Linked DNA regions of Danio rerio: all the other regions are linked to region 3. A link is a contact called in public HiCAR-type data. All regions are on one chromosome and are shown on one strand. Each heading gives the region's core, a stretch centred on a gene start, on an enhancer-like site or on the middle of the called end of the contact. The rest is flanking DNA. Distances are from core to core; before and after follow the strand shown.

Region 1 (2,700 bases), core at 146-2,645, 210 kb before region 3:
CAAACAGCCTGACGTCCATCAGCTACATCTGGACGCGTTTTAAACTCATTTTAACGCGTGGTATGTGTGAACGCAGATCGTTTCAGTTCAGAAGTGGTTCGATAAACGCTTCAAACTGCGTTTTCCACTCGATATGAGCGATTAGTCGTGCATTTTAGCTGCGCATATCAAAAAAATATATTAATAATAATAAAACACGATATCTATGTGCGAAATATGGCCTGGAGCCTATCAAGCAATCGATTCTACAGCTTCTCCATCAGGTATAGTGTTTGTTTCAGAATGATTTAGTGTTTAATATTTACGAAATGTCAAGCAGACTGACAGATCAGTCACCATTCAGTTTGGTTGAATGCACTGGAAGTGAATGGCGACTGAGGCTGTCAGTCACTAACGTCGTGCTTGGCATCTCGTATTATTTCCACCAAATAAATACTCATGGCATTTTAAAACAACATAATGGCGAGTAAACGACGACAGAGTCTTAACTATCATTTCAGCACTCTCTGCTGGGAAACGTGTTTAAATGCCATGAGATACGCTCTTATGGCTCCATGCCAGAATCCCCCAAAAGCCGGAGGGGAAACTACCTGGATCAGTTTCAGGAGAAACATTCATATGATCGTGCCAAAAATACTGCAACAGTTCCATCACAAGTATATCACTATCAAGCAGAATAACCAGCTATGGGAGTTAATAAGCACCTCCTATAAACCCCGTTATGTGACACAACATGTGCTGAAGACTGTCAAATCAAACCAATCTATGTTTGAGTAAGAAAATGAGCCAAGTGTTTATATTTTACTTAGTCCACTTGCTCGTTAGTCTATTCTGTGCACTAAAAAGTACACTAACACAGACGCACGCATAGACTCCACTGACTGACAGCAGTGACCGCGCTACAATGTATCCGCGTAAATACGTCATTTAAACTGTTACAGCGCCGCGCGGATGCTAAATAACTCTGTTTCCTGTTTAAAAGCAACAAAGTCGAACCACTAGCTCTCTCTTAACCAATCACAGCAAAAGTTTCATCCAAAAATCACTTTAAAAATCAGTTACCTGTTGCCAGTATTCTTCAAGCGATGGCAATGCAGAGAAATAGCCAGTGTCGTGGACGATCTGAAGTTCCTGAAAAATGCTGCACATTGGTAGAACATCCATTGCAATCCCGAGTATCAAGACCAAAAAAATAGATAGATGTATCTTGCTGAATCAAGATAAAGTGTGACGAGCAAACAAAGCAAGCGTCCTCTTCGTGCAATAGCAACGCGGTGCAGCCGTCGCTTTGCTCGGAGTCCGCTAGTCCGTCTGTTGAGATCTCTCTATATTTGCAAACACTGAACTCACGCACAGCGCTGCGCTCTGTCAACTTCCCCTGTTCAAACCTCGCAGCCTGCCTACCCCCTCGTGACAGCGTGACGGTGCCTCTACGCGCGACCAATCGCTGGCCCCCAGCTTGCGCGGGTGCATATGATATCACTTTAAGCCAATGAGAGACGATTATGGAAATAGGGGCCTCCTTCTGGCGCTTCGATTGGGCAATTCAACTGGACGGGCCTGCGCGCTGATTGGACGGTATTTTTAGAAACATATATAAAGGCTCTGCGCTCAAACCTCTCAGTTCTGTTTCTTGACAACGGAGTGTGGCGCGTGCATCGGTTTGGCCAGAGCGAGCGCTGTGTGCAATCGGCGGATTCTCCAGGAGAACTGTGGTGTTGAAATACACTCATTTTTTTCCATTTAGCTTGTGTTTATCTCCCCAGAGTAACTCCTGCTAACACAAACATGGCTTTGGAGAAATTCCGAGCAATTTCTGAATGCCAAATATAAAGTGTCATTATTTTTTTTGACAGATATTAGTTAATATGCAATGCAATATCATGTTTCTGTGCGTTTTGTGAACAGGAAAAGTATTGCTAAACTTCGAGGGGGATCTCAAAGTGTAACCTATAAGATTTGTACACTTGTCAGTCTTTAAATTGGGATGAACTGACTTTGTAATAACTTTATTGCAGCTTTCACACTCATATTATTAAACATTTAACAACATTAGTAGACCATTTAAACGTATTATGATCCCATATGTCCATTACATAATGCTTGATCATTTACAGTTCACCGGTGGGAGAATTTGGGAAAGTCCCTAACAGTGTCAAATTTATTTATTGTCTTTGTCTGCTGCCTCAGGATAGAGAATATTACTCAGGATATTACTCAAAAGAGTATTGGGGACATTCCATCAGAAACATACATTATCTGTCCCTGAAGTAAAACATAAATACAGTGAATAAAAACTTTCATCCCCAAATTAAAATGATGGTTGATTTCTGTGAGTTGTTCTGTAAATAAATATGCAGGGGCGGATTTAACCGATAAGCAAGACAATCTTGGCCCCCAAAATCTGAGGGCCCCCAAATAAAAACATAGAAGTATAAATGACTCCTGTAAAATTATATATAACATTGTTTTATATCATATTTTGTACAGTGAGGTTTCCACACCTTCAGTCATGGACTAGTCTAGCAGTTAAATCAGGCAAAGAAATGTGCTTTACATGTTAATATTATTTTGCATTAAGATAAAATGTAAAAAAGGAGATCAAATAATACAGTAAAAAAATGATAAAATGATAAAAAATGTAAGCACAAAAGCTGCATATTAAAACTTTTGGGTCGTTAAATTGGATGAACTGACTTT
Region 2 (2,700 bases), core at 113-2,612, 200 kb before region 3:
GGAATAATGACAGGAAACTGAATGAAAATGAGATTTCGGAGCAAGTTGGATTTGTATTAACATGGCCAGTAATTTAACCAATCATGATAAGACATTCAAAAGGGATTTTGAGGCCCTTTGTCATGGTAACAATAGCAACATTGAGTACACAGAGTGCAGTTGAAATAGTGAATACTAAGTGACTAACTCCAAGCCTGAACTCTCATGGGGCTTTCTAATCAGGGAAAGTTTCATTTTGTAACTTTCGGTATGACTAGCAGAGCTTGTCTCGCCCTAACAGGACAGTATGACACCCAATGGTGCTTTCCTTGAAAATCCTCAGAATAGCGATCAGACTGCTTCCTGTTTTAGACTGTCTCTCACACTTTCCAGAGGGATGTTACAATTAATAGTTATCTATCAGTGATTAATACTCACTCTGACTAAAAATCATATGTAAGATGAGGAAATGCAAGATTTGTATTTTTAAAACTGCTCATTTGTAACATCTTTGAAGGACTGAGTGGGTCTAAAGCAGTGTTTCTCAACCATGTTCCCAGAGGACCACCAGTTCTGCACAAATTTCCATGTCTCCTTAAACAAACACACCTGATTATGATCATCAGCTCATTAGCAGAGACTGAAAGACCTGTGATGGGTGTAACAAACAAAGCAGGCATCCAAAACATGCGGTTCTGGTGGTTCTTCAGGAACGTGGTTGAGAAACACTGGTCTAAAGCAACCTGACTTATTTTATTATCTATATCTTTGCAAGAAATTATTTCTAAGTATTTATTTGTGTGGCACACAGTGACTCAAGAGGGAGTCCCGGCGGGGTCAGTTGGTGTTTCTGTGTGTTTGCATGTTCTCCTTATGTTTGCGTGGGTTTATTCCATGTGCTTCGATTTCCCCTACAAGTTCAATGTTTTACCCTTCCATCTGCTACCCATCACAGGGAAACACCCATACACTTATTCACACTCATACACTACAGACAATTTAGCTTTTTCAATTCCCCTATAGCGCTAAAGGAGAACTGAATGAGCTAAATTGTCAGTAGTGACGCATTGCTCATCTTATCTGCACCACTTAATGTGTGTTTACGACGGTTATACGGTGAAAAGTGGCACGTTTAGTTTCAGCCAGCCTTGTGAAGCTCCTTACATGAGGTCTGTGGTTATCACACGTAGGTCATGATTGTAGGTTACTGCCGCCCGCATGTTGACTTGGTGTTTTGCTTTTTGTTTGTACATTCAAACCCACGCACATGACATCATCCATCCTCTACTGGACTTTAAACCATGATATCATATGTTTGAGCAGTGTGTCATTCCCGCTTTCCTGCACTGCTTTCATCTTCCCATCACACCGCTTATGTCATTTTCCCATGACTAAGGCATTCTCTGACTGGATTGTTTTACCTTGGCCGGGTCAGCACACTCAGAGACGGATCAGAGTTGTTTTGCAAACACCTGTGCATGTTCCCATTGGCTGGGGATTCAGGTGTGACTGTTGACTCACCAGAGACCGAGCGAGTTGGTGTCCTTTTAATGGAAACATGTTTAACAGGGCATTTAATAGAGGGCTGGCAAAAGCTATAGCTAGTAAAATAGTATATAGCTTTAGTATAAACTGCAGCAAGAGTGTGTAAAACTGCACAAGTAGACTGTACATCATAATCTATTGCAAAAGTCAAACAGAGCAAATGAGGCGTTTAATTCTGCTCCCATAATTGTCTTTGCAATTGTAATGCAGTAAAACGATGTTATTTAAACGCATTTCCCCTCACAATGTATTGCTGCAAGTCATTTAAAAAGTGCAAAAGTCTGGCAACACTATTTAAAACCTCTGTATTCCCTTGTGAAATGTGAGTAGCATTAGCTCCTCGCTCTTCCTCTGTTTCTCTGGGTAAACACCTGAGAATGACTAACCCATATCTCATGACCAGTCTGCATCGCTGCGAGCCCTGTGTCCTGCATTCTCCAGGAAATGAGGCATGATGCGTGCCATCACCCAGACACAACCCCTCAGGAACCAGGAGCACAGATATAAAACAGACTGTTAGCTTAACACACGGCAAAGCTGGGTCACAAGGAAAGGGTCAGCTTTCATATGAACGTAAATGAAATTCACAGCATCTTGTGGATGCATCTCTTTGTTTTTTTCCATTAGATTTTATTTGTTTACTCTTTGTTATCGTAGGGTGTTTTATTAAATGCAGGGGTGGAAAGAGTACAGAAAAATCCTACTTAAGTAAAAGTACAAGTACTTGCATAAAAATGTAGTGCAAGTAAAGGTATCTGTTGTAAATATTACTCAAAATAAGAGTAAAAAGTAGCTTTTTTAGTATCATACTGTAAAAAGCTGATGCATTTACATGTCATTTGTGGGTGTGTGTAAACGTAACATTCTGTAGTGCATTTAGTTATTGCCCAGCAGGCACACAATGTCAAAAGACGTTAATATTAGGTTAGATTTAGGTTAGAATGTCAAGTGACCAAAATTCAACTTCTAGCCACCATCTAAGGACGTTATTTTGATGTCCAATAACGATGTGAAATTACATTGATATTTGGTTGATTTTAGGTTTTGTTAGAAACTGACCAAAATCCAGCTTCGAGCCAACATCTTAAACCAATGTCATATTGACGTCAAATACTGACATTTATTCGTCAGGTATGGCAACTAAAATCCAACATCTGATAGACGTCATAGCAATAA
Region 3 (2,700 bases), core at 31-2,530:
GAGTTGAAAATATCATCTGAATTCAAAATAAAAGCAATATTCAGACATGCAAAATAGTACTTACACAGTATATACTCTTTTATACACATTCAGAAACTCTAGACCACGGATAATTTGTGGAGTGTTATTTAATTTAAATATATAATAATAATAGTACTATTATCTGACTATTATAGTTACTGCTATGACGGCATTTAGTGGCATTTAAAAAATGTATAAAGAAATAAAGATTAAAGTGGTAATATTTCAAAAATAAAGTCAAAATGTTACGAGAATTAAGTCACTTATTAGATCGTTATAGATGGCCATGCAGGTTCGATTCCGGTACCAGCAGGGATTGTTGGTGGAAATATCCACCTCAATACCACAGCTGAGCTGGTTTACCAGCAAACTTCAATCTGCTCCCTGTGTGATATACGAGATATATGAGATTAAAGTCATAATATTTCGAGAATATATTCAAAATCTAAGAATAAAGTCACAGTTAAACACGATTAAAGTCGTAATGTTTTAAAAATAAAGCCAAAATGTTACGAGAATATAGTCAGAGTTATAAGAGATTAAACTTGTAATATTCTGAGAATAAAGTTGAAATATTACTAGAGTAAACTTGGGGTTATACAAGATTAAAGTCATAAAATTTCGAGAATGATGTAAAAATATTCAATATTCAAAAGAATCAAGTTAAAATTTTGAAAATAAAATCTAAATGTTACGAATAAAGTTGAAATGTCACGAGAGAGAAGTTAGAGTTACATGACATTAAAGTTATAATATTTTGAGAATAAAGCAGAATTATTGCGAGAATAAAGCCTTAGTTATATGAGAATAAAGTCGTAATATTTCAAGAACAAAGTGTAAATATTATGAGTATTAAGTAGTAGTTATACAAGATTGAAGTCAAAATATTTCAAGAATAAAGTCAGAGATTTCCAGAATAAATTTTAAATTCTAAAGTCTAAATGTTACTAATATAGAGGTAAACAGTCTTCGCAATTGCTCCATTATGTTTATTTTGCACACACAATTCAGCCATATGTACCAGTAAGCAGACACTTCTTGGCTCTCAAAAATGAGAGCCCTGGGCACATTTTCCCAATGACCCTGTGTTGCATAAAAAAACTTGTCTGTCTTTTAGATGAGAACTGGAATAAAGGTTTTTCTTTTTACACGTAGCTAAAAAAAACACAGACAGTCATTCTACAGGAAACCACAACATATAAAGACATTTGGCATCTATCTACAGCTTCACACCTCCGCAAATCCTCATTACATCACTGTTAAAGAGAAACACCTTCACATGAGCGGCAGGAAACTGAATAATTTTACACATCGCTGCAGGGAGTCTGAGAGCTGATTCCCGGAGACTTTTACTTCAGAAATACAACTGTAATCCATTCAGTCATGCGACTCAAAGCAAAGAAGAATCTAAATGTTATCTCCTTTATTCCTGCAGACAGCAATCAGGACTAAAAAGACTTAATATGCGTCTTCTTCATATGAGTTTTAAAAATAAATAAATAAAAAATACAAGAGGTAAACAATATCTCAAAGTGCACCCAGATTTGCCAAGACTCCACATTCTGATCTATTTTTCATTTCATACATACGCTACTGTTCAAAAGTTACTTTTACAAATTAAATTATTTGTTTTTAGCTAAGATGCATTAAACTGATTAAAAGCGACAGGGTTTCTGTTCGGAATAAATGCTGTACTTTTGATCTTTCTATCTGAATCCTAAAAATGTATGGCTTGTAGGAAGCATAGAAGTTGACCAGGTGATTGTTTTTAGAGCTGATAATTAGTCTAAGAAAATGTGTATAAAATATATTAAGAACATTTGTGTTTTTGTTTATATTATTGATAACAGTAACTTTGACCCTGTAGGCACCTTTCTTATTTTACCATTCATGATGATTTCTTAAATTATATTTATTCACCTGGATTGCTACCCAATCCACCTGTAATTGGACTGTGGGGGAAACCAGAGCACCCGGAGGAAACCCAGCGAACGCAGGGAGAACATGCAAACTCCACACAGAAACGCCAACTGACCCAGCCGAGGCTCAAACCAGCAACCCAGTGACCTTCTTGCTGTAAGGCGACAGCACTACCTACTGCCACTATTAATAATGATTTCTTAAATTATATTTATTGTATATATTCAATTATATATATTATGTTTCTATGTTTTTCATTACGATATATTATAATGATCAATAAGAATAACTGAGAACTAATTTAGCACATACAGTAAGAATGATTTAGGAAGCATCATGTGACTCTGAATTTCTGATAGTAAAATTGGAAAAAGTCACACCAATGCAACTGCATTTTAAAATCTATTAAAATATGAAAGAGTTACTTTAAATTGTAATTTATTTTCACAGTGTGACTGTTTTACTGTGTTTTGACCAAATAAACTTGGCCTTGGTGAATAAAAATATGCTTATTAAAATAATAAATGTCGCCTCACAGCAAGGAGGTCACTGGTTCGAGTCCCGGATGGGTCAATTGGTCAATTTCTGTGTGGAGTTTGCATGTTCTCCCGGTGTTGGCGTGGGTTTCCCCAGGCCCAGGGTGTTCCAGTTTCCCCAACAATCCAAAGACATGCGGTATAGGTGAATTGGGTAAGCAAAATTGGCCGTAGTGAATGTGTGTGTGTAAATGTGAGAATGTATGGATGTTTTCCAATACTG

What was found. HiCAR-type assays count read pairs that join an accessible place to other places.
Region 1: a contact with region 3 is called in a HiCAR-type map of caudal fin, with 6 times the contacts expected there. The contact joins the promoter of klf6a here to the enhancer-like site in region 3. A contact is called at or near these places in 3 of 18 Hi-C or Micro-C datasets (caudal fin, embryo and fibroblasts) and 2 of 4 datasets of contacts at active chromatin or transcription factors (caudal fin and embryo).
Region 2: a HiCAR-type map of caudal fin shows a contact between it and region 3, with 4 times the contacts expected there. The contact joins two enhancer-like sites. A contact is called at or near these places in 2 of 18 Hi-C or Micro-C datasets (caudal fin and fibroblasts) and 1 of 4 datasets of contacts at active chromatin or transcription factors (caudal fin).

The regions. Positions count from the first base shown.
Region 1 is chr24:4,335,323-4,338,022 of GRCz12tu, forward strand. It overlaps klf6a (Kruppel like factor 6a), which reads right to left and starts at 1,396. Exons shown (of 4, transcript NM_201461.2): 1 at 1,063-1,396. The coding sequence starts at 1,164.
Region 2 is chr24:4,352,144-4,354,843 of GRCz12tu, forward strand. No RefSeq gene overlaps it. Among named protein-coding and RNA genes, the nearest start is that of klf6a, 17 kb to the left of the region's middle. Within about 2 kb of position 1,363, at least 18 of the 62 cell types and tissues checked have an H3K27ac peak or open chromatin away from gene starts, as enhancers often do. A contact at or near this core is called in caudal fin, where this site is marked.
Region 3 is chr24:4,547,476-4,550,175 of GRCz12tu, forward strand. No RefSeq gene overlaps it. Among named protein-coding and RNA genes, the nearest start is that of ccny, 13 kb to the right of the region's middle. Within about 2 kb of position 1,281, at least 2 of the 62 cell types and tissues checked have an H3K27ac peak or open chromatin away from gene starts, as enhancers often do. A contact at or near this core is called in caudal fin, where this site is marked.